Regions from separate parts of the Sus scrofa genome. Here regions 1, 2, 3 and 5 are each linked to region 4. The links are chromatin contacts, called in public Hi-C and HiChIP or PLAC-seq maps. All regions are on one chromosome and are shown on one strand. Each heading gives the region's core, a stretch centred on a gene start, on an enhancer-like site or on the middle of the called end of the contact. The rest is flanking DNA. Distances are from core to core; before and after follow the strand shown.

Region 1 (2,700 bases), core at 21-2,520, 500 kb before region 4:
ATATTTTATAAAACATATCAAGAAAGAGAAAGAAAGTCTATTGATTTAAACTGGTGCTTAAAAGCAGCCCTCAAAGCTGATTGTTGATACTGGCTCAGTGACTGACCTTACACACCTGTTGCTTACCTCGCTACGTCTTCATTTCTTTATCTCTAAAACAGATGTGTATTAGCTGTATAAATGGTACCCTCGCATAACATTCCACAAGGCAAAGTGTTAATAAGTAACTGACAAGGGCTTTTCTATTTTCTTCTTATGTATACTACTTTAATTATTTCTCACTGCCATCCAATCCTCCTCTCTCTCTCTCTCTCTCTCTCTCCTGCTTTTTATGGCCCCACCTGCAGCATATGGAAATTCCCAGGCTAGGGGTTTAATCAGAGCTGCAGCTGCCAGCCTACAACATAGCTCACAGAAACACAGGATCCTTAACCTAATCAGCTAGGTTGGGGATCAAACCTGCATCCTCATGGATACTAGTTGGTTTGTTACTACTGAACCACAGTGGAAACTCCCAATCCTCCTCCTTTCTTGATGTGCAAAATTTAATGTTAACCTACATTCTTAACAATGATGCCTCTTAGAATGTTTTGTTCCCTAAACCCTTTGTGCATATAAGTTTTAGACCTTCTTCTTGTAAAAAATAATTGTACCTAGGACCATTTGGCAGATGTTTACATCACATACTGGGCCACTCAAAGTCCTTACCCAGTTCCCTGAAGAAACTTGAGCTCCTAGCCTAACCGTCCTTTCTTCCCCTGCTCTCTGCACTTTGATTTTCTTGTCTGATGTTACTCCCAAGGACACTTTGGAACTTTTCCTCCAGCTACTGGCAGGATAGACTTTCTCCATTTGCTCCTGAGGGGCACAGCAGCTGTAGGGCTACTCAGCACCCATGGGGGACAGGGTGTGCGTTGGGGAAACAAGTCTCCATCAGCAGCAGCTTCCTGTGACCTGACAGAGCCATGGATGATCAGTTCAGTCACCTCTATACAGTCAGTTTTAGATGTGACAAAAATATTTGTAAATCCCAGACAGGTAGGGAGAGAAACAAAAGGAAAAGTAGAAAACGAGAGAACAGCCTGAAATGAGCAGACAATTCTGAATAATATGAGAAAGTCTTTGTGGGATTCTGGCTACCAGATGCTGGCTGTTCAAAGATCTAGTTACTGTGCAATTCTCTGGGACTGAAATACCAGGAAATATACTAATAGCATTTGCAGTCCAGCCCTCACCAGGAAGCTTGCAGGATTGCTCCTGGCCAAGCGCGTGAGCTCAGCCTTTCACTTTGTTCCTGCAGCAACCTGATCACTTGCTTAAGAGGGGAAATAAAGACTGTTTTTCAACCTTGCCTTGAAATTGTGAAATACCCGTCATAATAATAAGAAATCGTATATGAAGCATCGTGTCAGATCACCCACTGGTCTCAGGCATTCTCAATAGAGTTATTATGCTTTGGTGTAACAAGGTGAGGGGAGATCATAGTTTCATACCAGTATTAGAATTTCCTGATATGTGTTTACTTGAGAAAGACCCTTATTATCATTGAATGTTTAAAGAATTGAAAGAGCTGGGTGTTTTTTTTCTTTTTTTCCTCAAAAATCCAGTTTTTGAAATAGGAAACTTCAGGATGGAATGGATAGCCAACAAATTTAAAATTGAGTTTTAGATGTTATTTGTTAATCTGATTTAAAAAAAAAAACAACCCAAGGGTTCAGTTTGTATCATTCTTCTTTTCCTACTTAAATACTGGAAAATACTCACATTGACAGAGGTGAAAAAGAAAAAAGATAAAAGATCCAATACCACATGATACCCTATGATATTTTCCTCAGTTGTTAGTCACATCGTATTTTTGGCTGTGCCCCAGAAACCACAGCCCTCAATTACAGTTGCTTTCAGACATGTGGAAGAAACACATGCTAAAACAATTAACAAAATTATGACATTTACATTTTTCCCCAGACTGCCAGTCCCTGAGATTCTGCAGCATGTGATTCCCTATGAATTAAAACAATGATCATAAATCAAGCTGACCACATTTATCCTTACCTTGTGCTTCAAAAATGGTTAAAAGGAAAATTGAGGAAAAGAGTTTTTTCCATGGATGAAGCATACTCCCTGTTGGCAGCCAAAACCAATGGTAGGAAGGCAGGTCCTCCAGTCCTCTCCTTCCAAGGCCATGGACAGGTAGATAGCCAAGTGCAGTTTGATTATAAGGAGCTCTAAACTGTTTCATTCATTCTGCATTTGCTCCTCCTTCTGTGTTGATAGATTTTAGTGCTTATCAACTGGAGTATGTACAATGACTTGAAATTGATGGTTTTTAAATAGAAAATGAAAGTGGAACATCAACTTGTCATTAAGACTTCTTGTAGCCAGTGAATTTTCTCACTCCATTAGCTCACATGTAATAGAACATCTGAGGCAGCAGTTAGAACCGTGTCCATTTGTTTAGGTCTCTCATACTAAATCAATTTATAGAACATCAATAAAGTTTACCATTGACCTCATATATTTGTAAATCCACAAGCATTCGTTAATCACCTGCTATGGGCCAAGCACATAGGTACTGCAGGTATAAAGATGAAGAAGTTATGGCCCTTCCTCTCAATAAGCTCAAAAGAGCAGAAAAGATAGCCATACATATTAACAATTGAGCTTAAGGAGATGTGAGTTATAATCAAGCTGGCCAAAACC
Region 2 (2,700 bases), core at 138-2,637, 370 kb before region 4:
CAGCTCTGATCCAACCCCTAGCCTGGGAACCTCCATATGCCAAGGGTGTGGCCCAAGAAATGGCAAAAAGACAAAAAAAAAAGAAAAAAGAAAAACAATGTTTTAGTGGTCAGGAAAGTAAAACGTACAATTAAGAAATCAGGTATTCTTAAAAAATCTATCCTTTATAATTCTGGTTGTGCAATGTTATAAACATACACACAAAACACACAAAGGAAAAAAAACAATGGAAGTTTAATAAAATGTTAACCAAGTATATTCTTGTAATGAGATTACACATGATTATTTTTCTTCTAAATTCTTTTCTGTCTTTTCAGCTTTCTGTAATGTATGTGTACTACTAATAATAATCAGAAAAAAAAGTCTTAAAATGTTGCTAACAAACTGATGAATTTAAAAAATTATCATATTAGAGTTCCCACTGTGGTACAGGGGGTTTAGAACCTGACTGCAGTGGTTTGGGTTGACGCAGAGGCACAGCTTCAATCCATGGCCTGGTGCATTGGGTTAAGGATCTGGCATTGCCACAGCTGTGGTATAGGTCACAGCTATGGCTCAGATTCAATCCCTGGCCCAGAAACTTCCACATGTGGCAGCTGTGGCCATAAAAAAAATTAAAAAAAATTATTGTACTAACTTGTTTATAAAATGAGACTAATAATACTATTCTCCCTCCCATATTCTCATATATGAAGCACAACAGAAAGGCAATTATACTTTGCATTCAAACTGCTAATATTGGTTTTCTACATAGGTTAGTAAAATTTTAAAGAAAACTGGCAACGTCTATATTTCTTTTGGATTAATGACCTTCGGGGCATATAGTAAGATGTGGCCAACAAATAGTTAGGAAATTGTAACTTATGAAGATTAAATACTATAATTTCTAAGCTCTCTGAAATTCACAGTAATGCAAATCAGTGCTCATCTACAGATATCATAAAAGAATGGGGGAAAAAATCTAGATTTGTTCAGAGCCTTTAATTTACATCTGTTTACTGAGAACAGTTGTAGAGACAGGCATCATCAGCCTTGTTTTACAGTTTGAGGAGTCTGGGGTTTAGAGAAGTAACCTCACTTAGATCACTGAGGTAGACTAAATGTAGACCATTTTCTGCCACTTCCCATGAACCTATCATACAATCCCACCCCACTGATTCAGGCTGGGCCGAGTGCCTCATTTGGGCCAGTGAGCAGACATATCAATTGTCTACTGGGGTTTCTCTTTTCCCCCTCTCCCGTGAGGCCAGCAATGCCCTCAACCACAAGATATGAGCAGTTTCTTCATCTGGGGTTCTGAAAAAAAAGAAAACACAGAGCAGAGGCATGGCCAATCCCAATAAAACATGCAATGTGAGTGAGCAATAGCAGCTTGCTGTCCTAAGCTACTGGCAAGATCTGGCAGGGGAACCTCTGAACCTAACCTATGCCACTGAAGAGTTACTAGTAACTGGAGAGGACAAAATTCAAAGTCCATGCTCTTTCCGCTACAACACACTATCAAGTTTTCAATTATTTGGAGGAAATGCATGTCTATGCTGAAAAAAAAAAAAAAAAGTACAGTAAGACAATAGCTTTGGTGAAGCAGAGGTGTTTTCTAAATATAAAACTGACATAAATAGTACTTTGCTTCTCCCGGACTCTCATGTCTTTTATTATAACCGAAGTAGTTTTAAAGATTTAATCTAACAGCCAGGAAATTGTCATTCTTGGCCAGAGATCAAACCCATGCCACAGCAGTGACAATGCCGAATTTTAACTGCTAGGCCACTGGGGAAGTCCTGTTGGGCTGGTTTTTCACCTGAGTGTTCAGACAGAAAACACAGATTCAGGCAAATCCCCTGCCCTTTGGCTTTGGGAAGTTCATGGGTAAACGTCATGTCTTACGAGCAAACCAGTCCTGCAGATGAGGAAATAGGCCTTTTTAAGGCTTCTGCTTTTATCTTGGTCAGATGCTTTCAGGCCACTGTTTGGGTGGAAATCTCTCAGACCTCATGTTGTATGTGGCTCAGGGCCTATGAGGAAGCCTTTCCAAAAGAAATGGCTTCTCCTACTTGTGATGAGCTCCTCATGGGCATAGCCATTTGCTGCCATGGAGATTAAGTCTTTCCACAGCTACTGCTGGACTGGCCATAGGATTTTGCAAAATTCCTGGCAAGCTCACCTGCACTATTTTGAAAGTCTGGAAACTGAAAATCAGTTTTTAACTGCTAACAGATTATAGCAATAAAATTGATGATCAAACCCAGTCAAACTCATTAAGCTTTGATGTTGGAGCCCAACAGCACTCACATGGATACAAATACACATACCATCTCCTTTTCAATGTACCTCAAAGACCCTGAACTCACCAGTCTGGAAGACAGCTAAAGTCACAGTAATTTTTTTTTCTTTTGGCCACACCTGCAGCATGCGAAGTTCCCAGGCCAGTGATCAAACCCATAGCACAGCAGTAACCCAAGCCACAGCAGTGACAACACCAGACCCTTAACCCACTGCCCCACCAGGGAACTCCAATCACAGTAATTTAAATACTCAAGGTCTCTGACTCATCTCTCACTTTTTCATATAGAATTTTAGTCCTCTTTAACAGTAACATCCCTGCCCCAGAAGTGTATTCTGGAACAAGCCTAACTTGTATAGTATAATTTGTCCTGGGCTCATAATGGACAACCACCATGCCTATGAGCTTTCCCTGGG
Region 3 (2,700 bases), core at 83-2,582, 450 kb before region 4:
TTGAAACTCACAGGATAATTACCCAGGGAAAAAAAGTAGGTTTGAGGATAGAATAATGTAGATTGAGAGTGGTGTGAAGGGTGGATTTTTTCTTTCTCTTGGCCTAGAGATTTGGGGACCCAAGGACACTCTGTCTGTTGAAGATGGAGTGAACCTGCAGGGGAAGACAGCCAAGGGCTACATAGGGTGTGATTTGTGAGAGCTCCATGGCCAGCAGTCTTTGAGGACAACCATAATAATCTCAAATTTTTGATAAGTCTCAATAAAAATTAAGATTTATGTGCTATGGAGTATTACCTGAAGATTTTGTTCTATACTTAGGATGGGTGGCCAAAGGAGGAATGGTTGCTTCAAAATAGTGACCATCAGTTACAGCCAGATGGGTCTGGCAGAGTGGTCACCTTACAAGGACCATCTGGGTTTGAGCTAGTAATACAACACATTGATTAGAGGCCAGAGAAAAGAACTGGGCTGGATCCATATGAGAGCATATGTGAAAACACACCATTTTGTGTGTGTGTGTGTGTGTGTGTGTGTGTGTGTCTGTGTGTGTCTGTGTGTGTAGCAGAGGTGGGGGAGGCAATGAAAATTACTTAAGAGTTCTAAAGGGCCTATAGAGACTCAAATTCACCATAATTTGAGTTTCGTTGGAAATACAACCTAACAAATATTCAGAGACTGAAAAGGCAAATGACATCAGATATATAAAGAAGAACGTTTTTTGCCGTCAGATCTTCAACAATAGAATGAGCTGACTTGTGCAGTAAACAGGTACTTGTTACTGGAAGGACACGGGTGGAGATGAGATGAGCAACAGTCAGCCATGCTGTGGAAAAGACCTCTGTGCAGATGGGATTTCAAAAGCTACCTCTCACTCAAGGCTTTGTGAACCTCCAAATATAAAGCCTTTACAAACTGTGAGTTCAGATTCTGAGATAACATATTTTTCTGAAAAACCCAGGGAAAATCAAAAAAATCCATGAAAATACTTGGAATTTTGTGGCTGGACTCTCCATTTTAATTCACGTCATGCCTGGTTCTTTCCAATTCCTTTCGGCTTCCTTTGCATGTAAAATAAGCTGTGGTTTTGAGGAAGGTGGAAGCTATAAACATGCTTTAGAGGAAGGGTAAATGCTCCTTAGTACTATTGGAATTTGAACGAGAATTTGGTGAACAAGTCTTGAGGAATACTCGCCTTATCTGCTGCAAAGATGAAAACATTGCTCTGCAGAGAAACAATCATATAAATCGTTTTGATTTCTACAGTGTTCTGCATATTTACGTTTCTAAGAACATTTCAGTCAAGGGCTGAGCAATTCTACTGGGGAAACAAAATTATGGCTGGGCTTTCCAGGACACTCACATGTGCGACCAACTCTGTGGACATGCTTGGAATCTATTCCTGGCTCGGGATCAGATGTATACATAAACTCCTCATAAATTCGGACCACATTTCCAGCCTATCTGTTTCCAAGAGTAATTCTTCTCAAATGCTGGAAGGCTGCTTTATGTTTCACTCATTCATTAATGACCCACCTAATCTGCAGTTTTTCATATCTTGGGAGACTTCAGGTCTAACTTAATCTCTGTCTGTTCTACCTTTCACATTTAGTTTTTCTTGTAAGCCATTCTCTCTCCCAAGCATAAACTAGAGTGAAATATCAACTAAACACTCTTAAATTTTACGAGTTTTTTTCACAAATTCATTCGGCAAACATTTGTTTTTAGAACCCATACACCAATAATTTGCCAAACAAGGTTACCATCATGCGATACTGCTTTGCATTGCTGTACATGTTCCTCTTTCTAATTATATGTGTTTCTATCTCTTGTGAGTTTTGGCACTTTGTCTCTGTAAGTAGACTAGAAGCTCTTTGTGGGCAAGTTTACCATTCTTCATATGGTCTGATAATGTCTGTAATATATTAGATAGGCACTACTATTTTCCAATTTTACTTTAAAGGATGAATACTTTTATATTAAACATGGCAAAAAATCAAAAGAAAAGCATCAGTAGTTTGAGGATGGTAGATGTTTGCATTGCATTTGCATGGGCAATAAGGTCCTACTGCATAGCACAGGGAACTGTGTCAAATCTCTTGGGATAGAATGTGATGGGGGATGATATGAGAAAAAGAATGTGTATACATATATGCATATATATGTCTGTGTATATATATGTGTGTGTGTATATATGTATGTGTGTGTGTGTATACTGGGTCACTTTGCTGTACAGCAGAAATTGGTGCAACACTGTAAATCAGCTATACATTAATTAAAAAAAAGAATCAGCACAGAGCTATTAAAAAAAAGGAAAGCATCAGTAAGCAATAATAATATTAGCTAATATCGGTTGAGTGTCGGCTATGAGCCAGTACTTTTAAGTACTTTACATGAATCACCTTGTTTTTAATTCTTACAAGAATCTTTTGATATGTTATTATTGTTGTTATTACTTTCCCCTTTCTTATGAGAAAACTGAGGCACAAAGTGTTAAGTACTTGGCCTTGAGTTATGCAATAAGTAAATGGTAAAGTCAGAATCTGAACTCGGATCACCAAGCTCCAGAGCCTAGACTCCCAGCCATTAATGTGTGCTATCTCTTAAGATGGAGAATGAGTTGAAAGACTTGGAAAATGCCTTTTTTCTGTCCGCTTTGTAAAACAATTCATCTGGAAGATCACATAATCAAAGGTGGCA
Region 4 (2,700 bases), core at 187-2,686:
AAAATAAAACTGTTTTAGAATTCAGAGCCAGCACCAGGAGAAATGAACCATTACTTCGACTGCTTCTCACCTCCATAAGCAGAAGATAATTCATTTCAGGATCACTAAAGGTAGCCTGATTTGGACACAAGTGAAAACTTTGGGAGCAGAAATGTAGGTGATAGGAGAATGCTTATAAGTGTGTATCCTTGATTTTTAGCCCCACCCTCTCACCTTCTATTCTTTAAATCAGTGCTCTGTCTTTCACGCACAAACAGCTTCTGATACTTCGGTGGCAAGGGTTACAGATGGAGGTACCCTGGGTTCCTTAATAGAAGCTTCCTTTCTAACTCAAGTTAGGCTTGAAGCGTTCAGGGTTCTTCTTGCTATCTCTCAATGTGTAATTTCTCCTTAGAACTGTAATAGTCAATCCGGTTGTTCAGAGTTTCATCACTGCTGTCTCCCTGCCTTCCAGGAGCCCACTGGCTTGCATGCACACTTACGCACGTTCAGAAAAAAAAGAGTCCATCCCATCCTGGCAGTAGGCTGAAAAAAATTCATATCGACGCGAATTGCCTCTTAACTGTAAATATAGATTCGTACACTCTATGCTGTAGGATCTCATTTCACCCTAGAGAAAATTGTCATTTCACACAGCGATAAAATGTAAACCTTTTCGATCTTTTGTACATGGCCCTCACTTAATTTTGTTGGGGGGAGGGGGGAATCATTAATTGGATTGGGGCGGGGGAGAAGGTTGATGAGCGCCGTAGGCCAATCTTGAAATATTTTATTTCATGCCAATGTGGGATAGGGAAGGGAGTGTGGCTTCGGCTGCTTGCTGCTTTTGCATTTTCCACATCTGGCCTACAGACCTAATTCTAACTCGCGATCTCGTTTGATGAAATTCGATCTTCTTGGTTTAAATACCTTTCAATTTCGGGCGATTTCGCATTTGCAACCGTTAAAAAAAAAATGCTGTTGAGTATCTGTGAAGTCAATATGGAACACAGAGAAAGAAAACATGCTGCACACAAACCCCAACCATTGTCTTAAAAACTCGCATAGACACACATACACATAAACACACGGAAAGATGGGGGAGGGGAGAGGGTGGAAGGAGACAGACGCAGATACAGACAGAGGAGAGTCAAAGCAAGTCAAGTTAACGTTTTCTCCGCCCCCATCCACAAGTACTCCCCCTCCCGCGTTAATTAATTACAAACAAAGCAAACCAATCAAGTAATGCATTATTATTTTTAAGCCGAGGGAGGCGAGAGGCATGTATTTTTTAATTGATTTATTTATTTGGAGGACATTAATTCTCGGTATGAGGCTGATTTTCAAACCGTTTGCAAAGCGCGGCTCCATTGTTCGAGGCGAGCGCAGGCCCCGCCCCCTGCTTTGTGTGCAACGCGCGGATTGGCCGGCGTGCGCGGGGGCCGCGTCAGCGCCCGTGAGCCCATTCATCTGTGCACTTGGGCGTTGGACTCCGCATCTTATTAGCAACCAGGGAGATTTCTCCATTTTCCTCTTGTCTACAGTGCGGCTACAAATCTGGGATTTTTTTTATTACTTCTTTTTTTTTTAAACTACACTTGGGCTCCTTTTTTTGTGCTCGACTTTTCCACCCTTTTTCCCTCCCTCCTGCGCTGCTGCTTTTTGATCTCTTCGACTAAAATTTTTTTATCCGGAGTGTATTTAATCGACTCTGTTCTGTCCTCTTCACCACCCCCACTCCCCCCTCCCTCCGGTGTGTGTGTGCTGCTGCTGCCGCTGCCGCCGCCGCTGCTGCCGCTGCTGCTGCTCGCCCCGTCGTTACACCAACCCGAAGCTCTTTGTTCCCCCCTTGGATCTGTTGAGTTTCTTTGTTGAAGAAGCCAGCATGGGTGCCCAGTTCTCCAAGACCGCTTCGAAGGGAGAAGCCGCTGGGGAGAGGCCCGGGGAGGCGGCTGTGGCCTCGTCGCCTTCCAAAGCGAATGGGCAGGTAATTTCTACCTGTGGTTCTGGTCATTTCTTTGGTATCTTTCTCTAGTCCCTACGCTTCCCCTTCCTTCCTGGTCGTGCCTGAGGCGCATTAGGCGGAAAGGAGAGAGCCAGATTCCAATATGAAAGTTGAATGGAAAGCGATAGCCTAAATTGTAAATTTCTCATAGGTGGTGTCTCCCCCTGCCCCAAAGTGGTGGTTCCCAGAAAATCCTGGCGAATTCTCGTGTAGACGGGAGGAAAGAAGTGATAAATTGTCTAAAATGGCGTGTTTGGAGCTTGGCAGAACGTGACTAGCTAGGTGCTACCCCACACCCCCACCCCCAGGCAGGTTGCATTTCTGTTGGGTGGGCACAAAGGTGTTTGGGTGTCTCGTGTTTGTTGTCGAGACTGAGTCGCCTTCAGGATATCTGAACTGGTGTGGTTGTGTAAGTGGGTAGGGAAGTGGGGGGGCGCAATAGGGATGGCGGTGGAGAAAGCCTAGGAGGGAAGGGCTGTCTCATTGTATGCCGAGGCGGCGTGCCCTGGGTTCTTGGAAAGGTGACTGGCCGGTTGGCTGGCTGGAGGTGAACAGAAGGGTTTCACTACCTTTTGATGGGCTTTCCTACTGTTCTAAATCCCTGTTCGTAGCTGTCTAATTACACACACATCTGACTTTTAAGTGGATGGGAAGACTGGGTCCTTGAAGAACCTGTCCAGATGGTCAACAAGAGGCAATTCGTGTGTTTCAGTCAG
Region 5 (2,700 bases), core at 81-2,580, 290 kb before region 4:
GGGTCACTTTGCTGTACAACAGAAATTGGCACAGTGTTGTAGATCAACCACAGTTTTTAAAAATTAAAAAAAATAAAAGATACAGAGGCTGGAGGTCATCAGAATGTGGGTATAATTATCAGCAAGGAAGTACACATCTCCTACAGTCCGGGAGCTGGTCCTGCCTTTCTAGGCTTGGCTGTTCACCATGTAGAGTCCGTTTGACTGCCCAGCACCTTTCCAGTAAATCTCCCTTTTGAGATGAACTTTACCATTAATTTGTAACTTGTTCCTTGTAACTCCCAAAGCTGAAAGAAACACAGACCCTTCTCTGTGGTGGGAAGTGTGCTAGGTGCTAGAGTACTAAGGACAAACCTAACACAATATCCACTTTGACAATCTCACCAAGCATCAATGGTAAATGTGGTATTGCTCCCACTTTTCTGAATATTCCATAATTAATATATATGAGTCCCTGTCTTTTTTCCAACAAAGAATCCCCTTAGTGTTGAGCCTGGAAATTCTAGGAAGACATAAAACCATGCGGTTTTGTGTATTAAACATAGGACTTTCAGGCTATATTAATCTTCCAGTTAAATGTTTCATTTAAGATACCATTTGATCCTAGTAAATTTTAAATATTAATTACAGAAATTCTGGAGAAAAAAATACTTTTTAGAGAAAAAAGTTTATTTTAGATAAAACATTTTGGAGAAAAAAAAATGTCATAGCCATAAGGTTCACAAATAATTAACAAGGAAGGCAGGAACGTATGTTACAAGTAAAACTAATATTAAGCAGGATTTCTTTTTCACACTTTGAAAAATACATTTTTCTGTAAACAAGCAAAATCTTAGCAGCTGGAAACCTGTTATGTGTTTAATTAAATGGCCCACACATGTGTTTATCATACACCACTAGGCTGCCTGTGACTGGGATCCCTGGGGTGTATGGTCAGTCTTTTGCTTCACTGAACTCCAGGCTAGAGGTCATGGGAAAGGGGGTTCTTGTTTGAGTTTTCTCCCTTGCAGTTCCACAGTTCCTCCACCAACTACTGGCATATAAACAAACCCATGTTCAAAAGGTTATGGACTCTGCTGACCTAACCCACCCTGAAGTGCCAGACCCGGCCACACGCCCTCTGCACTAGACTAGCTTGTCCAGCTCATCCAGGCAGCCCCTCTCCCCCAGGCCAGGTTCATCTGATGGATTTGCCTTTTGCTCTCTTCCTCCCCTGGGGAGAGAGATTCTCAGCCGAGACTGGGGCCAAGGGGACCAGTGAGGCTGAGATGCTGATTCTCCCCCGGAGGAGCTGAAGTTCTCCAGATGGCAGCAAGCGCTCGTCATGCAAATTCTTGGCAGCAGGGAGCCTGTCAAGTGGCTACTGCTGCTTATTGTTACCGCCACTCCCCCACCCCCTGCACACAGACGCAGAAATACCATCTGTCTCCTGTGGGGCTCAGGGGGACTTGGAAAGTCCCGGAGTCGATGCCGCTTAGCAGTCCTGCGCTGTGCGTGCAGCCCCAAACAGGAGTTGCCTCAAGATGGCATTCAGTCTCGAGGATCCCTGAGCCAGGGAGCTCTACCCCGGCCGGCCGGCAATCTCCCTCCTTCCTGGCCGGGCCCCCGCCTGGCTGCATCAAGGCAGTTTGCTAGCGGATTTCTCATCCGATGTTGATGAAACAGAAATACCAAAATCGGTTCTATTTATCCCCTCCGATTCTGGGAAGAAGATAGAGTAAGTTAGCAACACGTCTGTATCCCTAAGTGAGAGAAGGAATAGCGGAAAGCACACCCCGGAAATGAAAAACCCAGGAAGTGTAAAGGATGCCTAGAACATCGAAATGATTTCTTGCTTGCTTTCCCTCCTCTCTCACAACATCCTAACTTCTGACTAACCAAGATCTCTCCCTAAATGTAAAAGTTTTATGTATAAATAAATGAATGCTGTCAATCAAAGATTCTAAGCTCTAGAAAAATCTCAAAATTTTGTCCATCATTTGCGTCCTGGAACCACTGCAGTCATTCAATAACTTTTCTAATTATCATTGTTGAAATTTTTTTGGTCATATATATAAATACAAATGAAAGCATAATAATAAAGTTCCACATCATTTCTGCATCCCTCATGTTGTCTTTTTCATCCCAGAAGTATGGGAGTGAGTTATTAATATGCCTAAATTCAGAGGAGACTATCGTCCTCTATCCGTGCAAAAGTCCTCTTTTACTATATTTTAAACCTTTAGTAATAATCCCCTATAGACATAGACTTCCACAAAGAACATGTACTCTCCACTTTCTAATCTACCTTCCATATATTTCCTTAGAAGAACATCCTTAAAAAAATTCGCTGTTTTGTACTTACGTACTTTTAAAAAATTATATATATTGAACTATAAATTGTATCATTCCTGACTTATTCACCAGTATTATGCTTTTAGATCTATCTCTATTGCTAATCTTCCTCACAAAGGATGTCAATTTCCCATAAAAAGCCCCATTCTGTCCTGACTAGGAAAATGACTAGTAAAGTGACTTTTCCTGGTGATAAGTTTGAGAACGGCTGGCATGCTCTGCTCTGTTCTGCCTGCCTCCTCAGCAGTCCTGGCTGCCTGCAGGGAGTCCAATTTGTCTTCTGCTCTGGTTTTCTCTCAGTTGGGCCCCTTTTCTTCTCCATTAAACTGTATTTTCTAATGCTACACTATCCGGCAATAAAAGCAT

The links. Hi-C and Micro-C count contacts between places; a contact is called where the count stands out from the background. HiChIP or PLAC-seq counts read pairs in DNA pulled down with a chosen protein or histone mark.
Region 1: a Hi-C map of embryonic fibroblasts shows a contact between it and region 4, with 3 times the contacts expected there. The contact joins the enhancer-like site here to the promoter of MARCKS in region 4. A contact is called at or near these places in 3 of 5 promoter capture datasets (fetal liver, fetal skeletal muscle and liver), 19 of 47 Hi-C or Micro-C datasets (alveolar macrophages, blood, embryonic fibroblasts and 9 more) and 2 of 2 datasets of contacts at active chromatin or transcription factors (alveolar macrophages and skeletal muscle).
Region 2: a contact with region 4 is called in an H3K27ac HiChIP or PLAC-seq map of alveolar macrophages. The contact joins the enhancer-like site here to the promoter of MARCKS in region 4. A contact is called at or near these places in 3 of 5 promoter capture datasets (fetal liver and liver), 7 of 47 Hi-C or Micro-C datasets (alveolar macrophages, blood, embryonic fibroblasts and 2 more) and 2 of 2 datasets of contacts at active chromatin or transcription factors (alveolar macrophages and skeletal muscle).
Region 3: a contact with region 4 is called in a Hi-C map of fetal skeletal muscle, with 2.1 times the contacts expected there. The contact joins the enhancer-like site here to the promoter of MARCKS in region 4. A contact is called at or near these places in 3 of 5 promoter capture datasets (fetal liver, fetal skeletal muscle and liver), 2 of 47 Hi-C or Micro-C datasets (embryonic fibroblasts and fetal skeletal muscle) and 2 of 2 datasets of contacts at active chromatin or transcription factors (alveolar macrophages and skeletal muscle).
Region 5: an H3K27ac HiChIP or PLAC-seq map of skeletal muscle shows a contact between it and region 4, with 7 times the contacts expected there. The contact joins the enhancer-like site here to the promoter of MARCKS in region 4. A contact is called at or near these places in 5 of 5 promoter capture datasets (fetal liver, fetal skeletal muscle, liver and 1 more), 12 of 47 Hi-C or Micro-C datasets (alveolar macrophages, brain, embryonic fibroblasts and 6 more) and 2 of 2 datasets of contacts at active chromatin or transcription factors (alveolar macrophages and skeletal muscle).

What each region holds. Positions count from the first base shown.
Region 1 is chr1:79,283,856-79,286,555 of Sscrofa11.1, forward strand. No RefSeq gene overlaps it. Among named protein-coding and RNA genes, the nearest start is that of MARCKS, 500 kb to the right of the region's middle. Within about 2 kb of position 1,271, at least 7 of the 83 cell types and tissues checked have an H3K27ac peak or open chromatin away from gene starts, as enhancers often do. A contact at or near this core is called in embryonic fibroblasts, where this site is marked.
Region 2 is chr1:79,419,569-79,422,268 of Sscrofa11.1, forward strand. No RefSeq gene overlaps it. Among named protein-coding and RNA genes, the nearest start is that of MARCKS, 370 kb to the right of the region's middle. Within about 2 kb of position 1,388, at least 20 of the 83 cell types and tissues checked have an H3K27ac peak or open chromatin away from gene starts, as enhancers often do. A contact at or near this core is called in alveolar macrophages, embryonic fibroblasts, fetal liver and 1 more, where this site is marked.
Region 3 is chr1:79,337,924-79,340,623 of Sscrofa11.1, forward strand. No RefSeq gene overlaps it. Among named protein-coding and RNA genes, the nearest start is that of MARCKS, 450 kb to the right of the region's middle. Within about 2 kb of position 1,333, at least 1 of the 83 cell types and tissues checked has an H3K27ac peak or open chromatin away from gene starts, as enhancers often do. A contact at or near this core is called in fetal skeletal muscle, where this site is marked.
Region 4 is chr1:79,788,360-79,791,059 of Sscrofa11.1, forward strand. MARCKS (myristoylated alanine-rich C-kinase substrate) reads left to right here and starts at 1,437. Exons shown (of 2, transcript XM_021091501.1): 1 at 1,437-1,966. The coding sequence starts at 1,865.
Region 5 is chr1:79,497,536-79,500,235 of Sscrofa11.1, forward strand. No RefSeq gene overlaps it. Among named protein-coding and RNA genes, the nearest start is that of MARCKS, 290 kb to the right of the region's middle. Within about 2 kb of position 1,331, at least 53 of the 83 cell types and tissues checked have an H3K27ac peak or open chromatin away from gene starts, as enhancers often do. A contact at or near this core is called in alveolar macrophages, brain, embryonic fibroblasts and 7 more, where this site is marked.